Regions from separate parts of the Ovis aries genome. Here region 1 is linked to region 2. A link is a contact called in public Hi-C data. All regions are on one chromosome and are shown on one strand. Each heading gives the region's core, a stretch centred on a gene start, on an enhancer-like site or on the middle of the called end of the contact. The rest is flanking DNA. Distances are from core to core; before and after follow the strand shown.

Region 1 (7,120 bases), core at 1,601-4,100, 71 kb after region 2:
AAGACTTACCATGCAATTTTATATCTCATTAAAATATGTGATGTTTCAAATATAGGTCCCCAGGATGCATATAAAGTTTTGCTTGTTATTACAAAGAAGCCACCCCTTCCTAAGAACACTGATGCGCTAACACAAGATCCAAACCACTGGAGAACTAGAAAAGCTAAGAGGACGGTGAGGAAGGTCCATGAACACACGCTTTATGACATCCTTCACAACCTGCTGAAGGTATTTTATAAACAAGCACAAGAGGCCCAGACAATCCAGAAATGAATTATAGGATGACACAGAAAATTATAACTGAGGACTCTATCCTGGCAGCACTTTGTATCCTTTTCGCTTACTCTGCTAACTTCTTTTAAAGCTAAATTCACTAGGATGTCAATGACTGGAGAAATGGAAAAAGGGTCATTAAAACTCTAACACAGAAAATAGAAGAAGAATTTTTAATGATTAGTTTATCTCAGAATCAAGTATTCCTTTCGGTGTTCTCAAAGTCTTTAGGTAATCTTAGAAAATTATAAGCCCATTAGAACGATCATAAAATAGACCAAAATGTCGTTCAGCATTGCTTTGAAATATTAAACATAAATGGAACAAATTTCTAACATAAAATGTCACAGTTGCCACTTGTTGGGAATTTATTGTACACCCAGGACTGTGTGGCACCAGATTCTAACCTTTCCAGACAGAGAGCAGGTCCATTAACACATGATGAAAGCAGCAGAGAAGTCTCCCTAGTATCATAGAGAAGCAGGGCTTCCAAATCACGCTCTTTTCCCTCTGCCACGTGGTCCCTTGAAAGCACCCCTTCTCTCTATGTAGTCTATTCATCACCTCCCCAAATAGAAATCTGGCATACCTTAATGTAAAAGCCTGGAAAAGAAACTGACTAGCAGATAAAACCAACCTGTGCTTTATGTATGTTTAAAAATGTTTACCCTAATCATGCCATGTAGGACTATAACATAATACAGCATCTGAGTAAAAGCTCACGTCCAGATAACAGGTTAACAGATGCAGCATCAACACTAACCCAGACTGGATCTGAGGTTGGAGAGCCAGCACGGGACTCAAAGGCTCCTCAGTCTAAAGAAACCATTTTAGCTCAGTTATAAACTTGAAGATACTTAATAATACTCCTTGGGTTTCAGTTAAGAAAAATACACACATAAAAGAATTCTGAACTCATAAGGTCTTTTGTTATATAATAGCTTAGGGGAGTTATGATTTCTTTAAAAGGTTCTTTATAAGTTAGTTACTAGTTAAATTCCAAGCATTTCCCACAGTTTAATTTTACCCCTTCAGGGAACATCATGGGAAGTCATGATCAGTGTTTTCACCTGGAAATAGCTTCTGTGAAATAAGCCACTAGGATTATTATGAATGGGTCTGTTAGAAATGAAGTTCTTGATCAATGTTTCATTATCTCTAAAAGCGAAATGGGTTACAAAAATACCTGAATTAGGACACTTTCCCATCAAAGATAACATTTAAAAGTCTCTTTTGTAGAGATTTTTACACAAGCAAAGCTCTGGGCAGTTAAGACAGAACTCTGGAGGCCCTAACAGCCACAGAGAAAGCAGAGTTGAGCCTGCGTGCTCAGTCGCATCGGACGCTTTATGACACCCTGGAAGGTAGCCCACCAGGCTCCTCTGTCCAAGGGGATTCTCTGGGCAGGAACTCTAGACTGGGTTGCCAGGCCCTCCTCGAGGCAATCTTCCCCACCCAGAGGTCGAACCCGAGACTCTTACGTCTCCTGCATTGGTAGGAAGGTTTTTACTACTAGCGCCCCTAAAACCATCCCAATCCCCACTTAAAGTTTTCCAAACTTACACCGCAAAGAAAAAAACACCTCCAGTAATGTATCAGTTCAGTTCAGTCACTCAGTCGCGTCCGACTCTTTGCAAACCCAGGGACTGCAGCCCGCCAGGCCTCCCTGTCCATCACCAACTCCCAGAGCTTACTCAGACTCATGCTCATCGAGTTAGTGATGCCATCCCACCATCTCATCCTCTGTTGCCCCCTTCTCCTCCCGCCTTCAATCATTCCCAGCATCAGGGCTTTTTCGGTAATACATAAATCTGGCCTGAGGTCCAGAGAAGTAAGGTATTTGGGAGTAAGCTTTCAATATCATGATAAGGCTTTTCTGACAACCAAGTCACATTTTGTGAAATTACCAAAGTGATAAGAAAGATAAACAATGCCAATTCTGTTACTAGATTTGCTTGGTAAACAAGATGTTACAGTTTATTTTTATTTTTTGATGCTATAAAAAAAACACAGTAGACTAAAAAATGTTATATCACAGAGCCCTCAAAAGTTCATAAAATATTTAATGTGTTAGACATTAGCTGTCAGGCACTGCTCTATTGTACTTCATGGAAATTAACTCATTTATTTCTCACAAAAACTCTAAAGTAGATACTAACCAATGCTCTTTTAAAAGATGAAGCAGACAAAGAGAAGTTTAAAGAATTTTCCAAGAGTTACATGGCGTATAGAAGTGAATATTTGAATCCACATACATTATTATATCTAACAGCAATATAATATAGGCAGTGCAGAAAATTTTAGTCCCACTTTAAACCTGAGGGAAACTAATTCTGCAGAGTAATGACTGACTTCCTCAAAGTCACACTGCTCATCAGTAAGTCCACTTGCAGATTAATAGTCCACTGAGCTATTTCAATTATTCCTAGCCCAAAAAATGCAGGTATTATTCTTCTAGCAATAATTCCAAAGAAAGAAAAAATTAAACCACTATATTTTTGCACATGAAGGAGTTAAAAGCTCTTGTTTCCCATTCATCCCCATTTGGTCCCCTGCCCTTTGGTTCCACTTCCGGAGATCAGGAGGAGAAACAATAGCTGCCTTCAGAGCTGGAGCCAGCACCCACGTGACAGGCCCCAGCTCTTATTTATTGAATTGAATTGCCAAAAACAGGAAGCTGAGTTTAAGACCCCTTCTCAGTTATACATTTCTACAACTGGACATGTGCACTGATTTGAACTGTTTCGTGTTACTCTGTAAAACTAGAATCAAGAAGTGTAAATTATCTTGGAAGTTAGGAGGCTGGGTTTCAGCTTAACTGAAGAAACAATGTCATCAGAAACAGCTGTCCCAGAGAGGTCCAGGCTGTCCCTGGGTGGGTGAAGAGGCAGCTGCTTGTGAGCACAGATACCCATAGAAGGGAAAGCCTCAGTAACTGTCCTTGGCAGAAAGAGGCATTTTAGGGACCCTGCGGGAGTTCACAAAACCCATCCTTGGCGAGAACGGGGCTCCCACAGCAGAGCACTGCGTAAGTTACAGGACACTTTGCAATTCATTTGCTCACTTGATCCACAGTAGGAGTAGAGGTCGCTGGAGTTGGGGTGGGAGCAGACCTTATTTATCATCCCCACTTTACAGAGTAGGAATCTGAACAACTTAAGTTGAACCACACAGTAAACGCTAGAATCTGGGCTCCAACCTAGGACCTGTGACTGCCAAGTCCAGTGTCTTTCCAACCAAGAAGCATTGCAACAACCGAGACACGATGCTTTTCAACCCTCATACTTAATTTATCAAGGACAGGGGCGATGATGGCCCCAAAGATGTGAAGCCTGGAGGGGAATCCTAAAGCAGATTAACTGACAGCAAAATATGCTAAAGCGAAGCCGCTCAGTCGTGTCCGACTCTTTGCGACCCCATGGACCGTAGCCTATCAGGCTCCTCCGTCCATGGGATTTTCCAGGCAAGAGTGCTGGAGTGGATTGCCATTTCCTTCTCCAGGGGATCTTCCCGACCCAGGAATCGAACCCAGTCTCCCGCATTGCAGGCAGACACTTTACCGTCTAAACAACCGATTTCACAAAGCACCCCTCCTAGCTCACTAAAGAAGTTCTCTGTATTTTTGGTAGACACACTTCTCTGAGGCTCTGCTTCCATGTGTCAGCTAAAGGAATTGTCTAAATCCTACTTTACTGTGCTATGATGATATAATACATGCTTGGGGAATTCGGTTCACATTTTAGGGAAAGTTGCTGGCAGCATAGTAAACACAAAGAGCAGTGTCCAGTTTCTGTGTTCAAAGTATAAACTGTCACTCAAAGACTAGGCTGATAGTTTTTTTTTAAAAAAAGTCAATGAAATGCACTGACTATTCTGACAACAGGTCTGAGATAACCTCACACTTGGGTCTGACAACAGGAATTTAACAGAAATGGGTCAGCCGTTGAAGGACTGCTGAACTTACAAGGTTTTCCAAGAAAGATGTAAGAGTGTCAAATTTCATAACCTGTCTACCAAGTAGAGAGGGTGGCAGATTGCCAAAGGCTGGACTGTGTTAAATCATGTGAAATGCTGGGAACCTGAACCTCTACAATGCCTGCCCCATCACTCAGCCACACAGGGAATGACTGAAGTTCAAGTTTTCAAAGACCTCACAGACTGTAAGCCAAATGTTCATCACAGAAGCTTCCTTTTACTCTTAAGGAAGGAGAAATGACTCAATTCAAATGTCCTGACATCAACATGAAGCTCTTAAAGGGTAAGGTTTAAAATATCTGGGTAGCACAAAATAGCCTACCAAGGAGCCGGCAACCAGTGAGACTCAATTAGACTGCCTCTGAACACGACAGGTTTGCGCACCAAGCCTGCTATTACTACGCACGCAGAGCCAGGCTATGCCCATTCACGTGACTGTCGGTCATTCCCCAACATTCAGTTATAAATCTACCATACCTTGTGAATAAAATTAACTCTAGCTTATTGGGATTTTATCTCCTACACTGAGCATAGCACAAGGCAGGGGGCACATTTCAGGAATGTTTACTGTGTAAACCAATGGATGATTGCATTAGGAAAATGTCCCAAAGATCATCAGAAAAAGGATACGGGGAAGACAGAACACTGGGTTTATAGGATGGAGAAGGTGATCAGGCAGAGGGGACAGCAGGATTCCAGAAGGTGGAGAAAGCCCCAGAGGCACCAGAGGACACAGAGGGCATGGAAGAACAGGGGGTGATGGTCACACTGGCCTCGCAGGGCGGTCCTCGGTGGGCACATTCTCAACACACCAGCTGTCTGCATCGCAGCACTGTTTACAACAGCTAGGACACAGAAGCAACCTAGAGGGCCATCGACAGATGAATGGATAAAGAAGTTGCGGTACCTGTACACAATGGAGTATTACTCAGCCATTAAAAGGAATTCATTCGACTCAGTTCTAATGAGGTGGATGAACCTAGAGTCTATTATACACAGTGAAGTAAGAAAGAGAAAGACAAATATCATATATTAATGCATATATGTGGAGATATATATATATATATACATATATATATATATATACATACATATATATCTTTGCAGGGCAGCAATGGAGACTCAGATATAGAATACAGACTTGTGGACACAGGAAGGGAAGGAGAGGGTGGGATGAACTGAGAGGGTGGCACGGAAACATATACATTACCATACGTAAAATTAGACAGCCAGTGGAAATTTGCTGTGTGACGCAGGGAGCTCAATCAGGTGCTCTGTGAAAACCCAGAGGGGTGGGATGGGGTGGGAGATGGGAGGGAGTTTCAAGAGGGAGGGGTCAGACAAACGCCTACGGCCGATCTGTGTTAATGTATGGTAGAAACCAACACAGATATTCTAAAGCAATTATCCTCCAATTAAAAGCAGAAAAAAAAAAATCAGTGTCTGGACCAACCTCCATGAATGTCTTCTGTCCTGGAATATCCTTAGAATACAGGTGGTGGAGGAGGGTGTGCATAATTAAAGAGCCCCTTAATTCTGAAAAACTCTCCTCTGAGTGACAACTACTCTTAATATTCTTGTTTAATTTTTAAACTTGCATATAGGCATATGATCATTTTGCAAGAGAAAAGCAGCTGTGAATATAGTCAGGCATTGGCAATGAGCAAACCTCATCAAATACCCCCAACAACCACTTGCTCAAGAACAGATCATTTCAGACTGACAGATCCAGGTCATCACAGGTGGGCAGGTGAGCACAGCACGCCCAGGGCACATGCCAGGCCAAAAGGCAGCCCATGACGAACTTGGACTATCAGTGCTGACAAGCCCTTTCTGTTTGACATTTCTTAGCAGCCTGCGTTCCAAATCTGGGCATAAGCCTTAAGTAATAACAGACTAGTGTTCTGAAAAACAGACGCCAAGATTTAAACTCAAAATAAAGAAAGTCTACTCATTCAAAAGCTTTCCAAAGAGGGTAATATGGACTCACACAGGCCAAGGCATGTGTACAGCAAGTAAAGACACTGCTCCAAGGCTGGCCTTCAATGATAAACCCTGTGAAGTCCAGGAATGAGCCTGTTTGACCCGAGGAATGCTTCTCGAAAATCCTCACGTGGCATCGCCATCACAGAAGTGAAGGTCATTGAGGGGTAGGGCTGATACACCATCAGAACAGGCCAGCTCACCATTCTGGAAATGCCTTTCCTTTAAAGGATTTGTGATTACCCAAAAACACAGGAAAGAAATCAGAGAAAAGGAGACTGTCTCTAAGCAAAACAGCTCTACTGATAGGATAGTTTGCTTTTGAAAACCCAGCTTAAATACTTACCCTTTTCATTATCTTACACGTGCACGGAAGCATTTACCTGTCCATTATTTTATCCACTCTCCACCCAGAAATTACTGGGCACCTGGGGAGGCATCTGCCAGGCACTGAAGGGACCAAAACGAGGCTGTATTTGCTACTTTCCAGGAAAGGACTTCCTCTCATGTGCTGCTAGTAACCGTCTGCCTAGATGCCCTGGCACTGTGCCCCCAAGACCCTGCAGGAAGGGCTGGTGCGCCCCCAAGACCCTGAATGCAGGAAGGGCTGGGAACTGTGGCTTACACCACAATGTACGTGGGTCACTGCTGGCATTAGTACCTGAAGCTTCCGCCTTCAGAATCAAAGGCTTTGAGCTTTGCTAAACCTTGGACCTTAGTGAGCAGGTAACGGGATTTTGGTGGTGCAGAGACAATGAAAAGGATCTTCATTTACCCCACAGACAGGGACACCAGGGCAGGAGTGAGGACCCCCTCTGAATGAAGGCTGGAGGACAAAGTCACTTCAAACATTAACTGAATGAAAACTGTACAACACAGCTTTCATCAG
Region 2 (6,487 bases), core at 3,642-6,141:
TAACCATCTCCCCTCCTCCAAGCAGCCCTTCTTAATTCACGGAACAGAGCTGAGGAGCTCTGTCTTGACCACCTAACCCTGAACCCTTGCACCACTACCTGCACGCATCAGGTTCAGTTAATCCTCTGTTAACAAGAGACCTGCTTTCTGCCAGTGTCTGCATTCAGGGAGTGCTGCTCTCAATCTAACGCATCAGACTCTCATGAAATCTTGCTTACGACAACTACATACACCAGGATGGGCCCCCTGGGGTCTGCCACCCAAGGAGAACTCAGGTCCTTGCCTCCCAAGCCCCAGCACTAAGTTAGCAATGCTACCCCGGCCTGCATGACTTCTCCAGGTGCCCGGACACTGTCCTCCGCACCAAAGTGCCTCTTGGCCATTCAGAGCCAGGGCTCTCCAAGCAGCATTCATACACCAGTATAACACAACAAAGCGTTAGCCATCCCACAAATCAAGGGCTTCTGCCCATGAATGCCCCCTTGGGTGAATCTCTACTTTTGAAATCACATTGCCCACTAAGGTTTTTCAATTTTTCAATGACAACTTATTCTATAAAGCCCAAACAGAACTTGGTTTTAGTGACAGCCAGCTCTGAAATGATTCTTACTGGTTCTTTGGATGATGACTGCATTAATTACTATTTATGCTCTAGCTGTCTAGGAGGGCAGAGTTCATGCTAGGATTGAGACTTCGCAGCATTTACCACAACCTTTACTCTTTCAAAATCCCAAGAAACTCATAGTTTCTAGCACAGATTAGTGAACACAGAACAGACTCTGTTTCTGTCAGTGGACAACAGTTATTGAGCATCTCATGTGTATGCAGCAGGCCTCATTCCTTGCTCATATTCTAGAAGAGTCGTTCCCACACTTTAGGACCTCGGACAGTAACACAAGAGCCATGAAAGTTACTGGGAGTCAGTATTTCTTCTGTTGCGAACATGGACACTAAAAACACCACTATCTCCTCTTACTATCATTTCATGAAAAAGGGCATTTTAACAAAAAAGGGTAAAGGATGCAACCTAAGAATAAAGGACAGGTCTTTAAGTTGAACACATATAGCACCATGAAATCTTACAACACTGTCCTTAGTTTTCTCATTTTTGTTGATGACTAGTGGAAACTAAAAACTGTCATCTGCCGTCTGACTCTACAAGGATGAAGTCACTAAGCCACTGCAGCTGCCAGCCGTCACCACCCTCTGACAGGAGTTCAGGGTGGAGACTGGGAACGAAGCACTCTGTGACATTTTCAGGAGATTTTATGGGCCCCGATTCCTGTATCTCTTATCTAGAAAAGCAATAAATTCACTAACAGAGACATCTGTTCCTCATGACTAGCGGCAACCTTCACCAGACTAGCAGCAACCTTGTGCAAAAATGCGTGCTGGCCCGCATACATCCCACTTCACCAAAGTCACGAATACTGGCCCTCCCCTACCTCTGCGGAGCAGTTCCTCAGAGCTGTCTGAGGTGCTGTCTCCCAGGCTGCAGTCCTCATTTTACCACAAATAAACTTAACTCACACTGTGCATTGTTTTTCTTTTTAACTGACAAAACCTTAGCGGAGTGGACTGGTATTGGTTCCAAGGCAGTGAGAGGCTGCTGGGGGGCGGGGGTGGGGGGGGGGGGGCGGTGTGTGTGTGTGTGTGTGTTTGAGAAAGAGAGAGAGGCAGGTCTGAGTTAGGATGGGGACACCTCTCTGAAAAGCCCGTTTGTTGACTGCACAAATAAAAAGGTAGAGTGTAAAGAGGCTCTGAATTCCATCGCTTTGGCATTCAGAATATAAATCTGTTTTCACTGCATCTCATTTTAAAGTTTCAAGGGTTTATGGATAAACTAGACTGGACCCAACTTTGACATTTAAAAACTCTGCTCTGAAGGCCAGATCAGAAATAAGAGGTCAGAGGGTTCACTGGTAATGAAAAGCGTTTTCAGCTGATAACCAGTGTCTTAGAGTAGATGATACCGACATGTTATTTTAGTATATGATCAATAACATTAGAGGCTTTTAACCAACAAGGTTTTCTGATGGGAAGGAGAGAACAAGTGAAGGATAGGGTGTGGGTAATTTTTTACTTAAAGCTTCTGCTAATGCTTACACCATCTCCCTGCAGGAGTCTAGTAGGGCACGTGTTTTCTACTAAAAACACTTCCATGGAATTATAATTGGCAAGAAAAATATTCTTCCAGTGTGGGGGCTGGAGAACGGATGACAGAGCAATAAAGAGAATTCTCTGGAAGACAATCAGAGCGTAGCTGTCATACCAAGACCTTGCAGCCAAGCCCCCCAGAGGAAGTTTCTTCTATAATTACTCAAAATTAATGACCATCAATTAAGAGTTGTCAGATGCCCCTAGAATATGTGGTGAAACAACCCATGAGAAAGATGAGTTTCTCCCACACTGAAGCCTCCCTAAGCCTTCCTCAGCAATGATTCGCGCTTCTATGCAAATTACTTCATTGGTAGTTTCTAAAGCTTTAACTTTTACTGTTTAAATGCAGCCCAGCAAAGTAATTTAGTGAGATTATTCCTTCCCATGAGTTAGTGATAATACTTTACCTTGCATTCCAAGTGAGGTGTTTCCTAAACTGTGTCTGTGCAACTGGGAGAAGTTCATAAAATATTTCTTGATAAATTATTCATCCAACATGTAGGATTAGAAAGAGCTGCTATTTGACTATAACCAGAATACACTTACAACTTAAGCTGCCACAAAAAATAAAATGCAGTTTATAGCAGAATACAAGAGACTATAAAAATGTAGTTATTGAGCTCTGAAATTTTCAGGACAGTAATTTAAATTTCATGTCTACTAAAGATTTTGGGGGGTCCAGATAATGTTAAATAATCCCTGCAACCAAGCAGGTGCCATCTTTTCAACACCACGGCCCTGATGTTGCCCTCTAAACTCTGAACACATATAACCACTAAGTATTTTGGTTTGAAGTTTTTAATATTGACTTTGTTTCTCAATGTGTGTGGTTTAGGTTTCATCTGTACTAGTGGCTATCTTTGAAAAAAAAAAAAAGAGATTGTGGATTGTGAGCTAATTAGTAAAACCACCAGGAAGCCTCTATGCAACATCCAAACTCATAACTGTGCTGTGCTTGAGCACAGAGAAGTCTTCAGAGGAGATGCAGACTACTTCTGAAGTGACATCAGAACTTAGAACACCCCCACGGCTGCATCAAGCTTTTAGAACAGTGCCTGAACCACCTGTGTAAATATTCAGAGTCATACTTAAGTGATGATTTGTTACTGGAATTGGAACACAGATCACCATGGCTCCCAAGATTATTTGTCTACAATTAAGTGGTTACCATAGCAAAATACTTCATTTGTGTATCAACTGCATATTCTATCTGAATTTAAAGAGAGTTTGCGATTTTCTTCTAGTGTTTCCAACTGATTTTTCAAATTAATACCTGTTTGGTCCACTTGCTCTTAGGCAGTAGTTTTTCCTCTAACGATACAGCTGAACTCTTTTCTTCCCTTTATATGTGATGATATTTTTTGTTTGCTTTTCTAGGGTTCAGCTTCTGAAGCAATGACTCTCTAATATGGCTTGGGAGCAGAGAAACTCAAGAAATTGTAGACCTGAGTCTAGGGGTCTTTGTATTTAGCAGGCATTAAATAAAAGATCCTTGAATTGAAATTTAATTCTGGCCTGCCTTTTCCTCAAGGTGGATGAATCATTACATGTGGTCCTCTTAAAATGACTCAGATATAGAAGGGTTAGACCCCACTTCCGGTGGAGGCATTCTGACTGGAGAGCCAGCAATTCAGAGCCGCCTCTGACAGCCAGGTCTACTGGGGCCTCGTTCTCAGGAGAAGCAGGGGGTGCCCCCTTGACTTCCCTCCTGCCTTTTCTGTGAAGATGTCTTGAAGTCAGGCAATCAAGGTCACACTACCTTCTCGGAGAAAAGCAGGTGAAAAGTGGCTCTGAGACAGTCAGGGATCTCTTCCCCTCTTCCCCATGCTTCCCAAACCCTTGTTCTTATCTCTCTCCTTGCCAGTGACTGACTTGGTCACTGGGAGTGAACAGGTAGGGCAGGGTATACATCAGAATGGATGCTGCAGTCAGGCTGAGTCATGGTTATCTTCCTGATGCTAAGGTTAGCTTTCACCCTGTGAAAAACCGCAGTGAGAATGCCAAGCCCCAGACAGCAATCACGGCGGATCTCACATGACAACCCCGACCTCCTTACGCGGCCCGGACTACTCCAAAGCCACTCTCCAGTCAGCACGGACAAAACCCTCCGCTTGTCTTCTGAGATTCTTCTTTTACTCCTTTCCCATCTTTTTTCACATTGTCCTCCTTCCCCCTCAATCATGGCTCACCTCCAAGGAAACTGAACCCGCGCAGCAGGCCTGGAGCTCCCACGGCAGGGAGCGGTGCCTGCGTGCATGGTCCCACAGCCATCCAGCCAGCCAGTGGGTGGGCAGCTTGCTGGAGCCATCCTGCTGGGCTGAAATGGGTGCAGGCAGAGGGCTACAGGGACTGCAAAGCGGGAGAGCCAACAAGACACGAAGTGGCACAGAGTCTGTGAAGGGAACCTGAAGCCAGCAGGCAGCCCGGCCAGCAGCTCCCGCGCTAGTCACGCCTTGTGGCCACCCCAGGGGAACAGCCCAGGCCGGGGCCAGCGGGCCCGCTCCTGAGCTCATCGTCGTGGCTCCATCCCAAACCTGAGTCACTGGGGATTCCACAGGCTGCTAAGAGGGCCCTACGTGTATTTCCAAACCCACACTGCTTGATGCGGTCATGGAAAACTTGGATCTTTGCATTCTACGCTTTTGCTGTGGACCACATCCAGGTCACAGCCTAAGGAAGGCAGCTGGCGAAAACGACCCTGCTGGCCGATTCCCCAGCTTTTGTAATGAATCCCAGAGGGCTATGGACTGACGTGTGCTGGTGGCTCTGCCAAGTTCCAGGCGAGCCCTCACCCAGTGAAGACCAGGCAGCCTGTGATTTATCCTGCAAGGGGAGCCTGAGAAGCCTCCTGCAACCAGGACTCAACGGCTAGAAGCTGCCTCCAGAAAGGAAGGATGGGGAGAATGTTCTTGTCAGGGGAAGAGGAGTGAGAGGAGGAAGTTCTGTGTTGTCCTATCAATTCAGCTTTCAGAAACCGGCCTGAGGACACCAGAGGGATGGGAGAGTCACAGGGCTGCTCTGGGCTCTTCAGTTCCCAGAGGCAGCCAACAAAGGGCCAGGGAATGACTTGAGACGATGCGGTCACACTGGGTTTCAACAGAACCAGGCCAATTCTAAAGACACCTCTATTTCTTAGAATGCAGCAACTTTTAAGGAACACAGAAAAACATACTAAAAACCTGCCAAGAAAGCATAAATACTTTTATAATCATCATGTAGCTACCACTTACTATTTACCATGTGCCAAACACTGTGCTTAAAAGCCTCTCTCATATATGATCTGATTTAATCCTCAAAACAACCCTGAGATAGGTTCTACTGCTAAATCCATTTTCCAAGTGAGAAAACTGGTCAACATTTCACAGACACTTCAAGGTGAGGTCAGGGCTGATCCAGGGCCAGGAGAGGCTTGAGTTCCAACTGCTGCAGAGAGAAAACTCTGAACAGCCAGGGCATTTGTGCATGAGCATTTTGGAAGTGTCGGCTGGGTGTCACCCCGAGATGAGGCCGTAAGGGCAAATCCTGCCATCTGGATTAGCTTAATAGTCAATAGCTTTTTTTAAGTAACTCAGATTTTGAGATTTTTCACCGAGGTATATTCTTTTACACCCAAGTTCTAAAATCAAAATACTAAGATTTTGATGACTTATGTTACACTCTGAACAGTGACAGCTCTGCAAGCCTTTGGCCTTTAAGATTAGGCATAGTAAAGGAATATATTGTTGTTGTTCAGTTGCTCAGTCATGCCCGACTCTTTGCGACCCCATGGACTGCAGCACGCTAGGCTTCCCTGTCCTTCAACTATCTCCCGGAGTTTGCTCAAACTCATGTCCATTGAGTCGGTGATGCCATCCAGCCATCTCATCCTCTGCCACCCCCTTTTCCTCCTGCCTTTAATCTTTCCTAGCATCAGGGTCTTTTCCAATGAGTCAGCTCTTCACATCAGGTGGCCAGATTATTGGAGCTTCAGCATCAGTCCTCCCATTGAATATTCAGGGTTGATATTCTTTAGGATTGGCTGGTTTGATCTCCTAATATATGATAGCATATAATTTTTCACCCAGTTACATTTTACAAAATAAAATGTCCTTTTTGCCAAAATGCAAGTTGTAAGAACAAACACAGTCTGAGTATATTTCTAAAGAATCCTTTGGTTGCTCTGGCACCAGCCTCCTGTCTCACCATTGGTTTCAATGTTGAACAGATGCAGGGTTGAGAGAGGGCATGTAGGGAGAGGCGAGACTGATGCTCACAGCTGTAGCAAGTCCTTGGCTGAGGCCGGGGCCTGACCAGATCCCCTTACAGACCGGCCAAGAGGACAGAAAGC

Evidence for each region. A called contact is a pair of places that touch in the nucleus more often than the background predicts.
Region 1: a contact with region 2 is called in a Hi-C map of hypothalamus, with 1.7 times the contacts expected there. The contact joins two enhancer-like sites. A contact is called at or near these places in 3 of 16 Hi-C or Micro-C datasets (hypothalamus, retroperitoneal adipose tissue and skin fibroblasts).

The regions. Positions count from the first base shown.
Region 1 is chr7:9,670,956-9,678,075 of ARS-UI_Ramb_v3.0, forward strand. All of the region lies in intron 3 of LHFPL2 (LHFPL tetraspan subfamily member 2), which reads right to left. Among named protein-coding and RNA genes, the nearest start is that of LHFPL2, 78 kb to the right of the region's middle. Within about 2 kb of position 2,851, at least 10 of the 54 cell types and tissues checked have an H3K27ac peak or open chromatin away from gene starts, as enhancers often do. A contact at or near this core is called in hypothalamus, where this site is marked.
Region 2 is chr7:9,597,705-9,604,191 of ARS-UI_Ramb_v3.0, forward strand. It overlaps SCAMP1 (secretory carrier membrane protein 1), which reads left to right. Exons shown (of 10, transcript XM_060418764.1): 10 at 3,538-3,668. The coding sequence ends at 3,567. All of the region lies in intron 6 of LHFPL2 (LHFPL tetraspan subfamily member 2), which reads right to left. Among named protein-coding and RNA genes, the nearest start is that of SCAMP1, 150 kb to the left of the region's middle. Within about 2 kb of position 4,892, at least 24 of the 54 cell types and tissues checked have an H3K27ac peak or open chromatin away from gene starts, as enhancers often do. A contact at or near this core is called in hypothalamus, where this site is marked.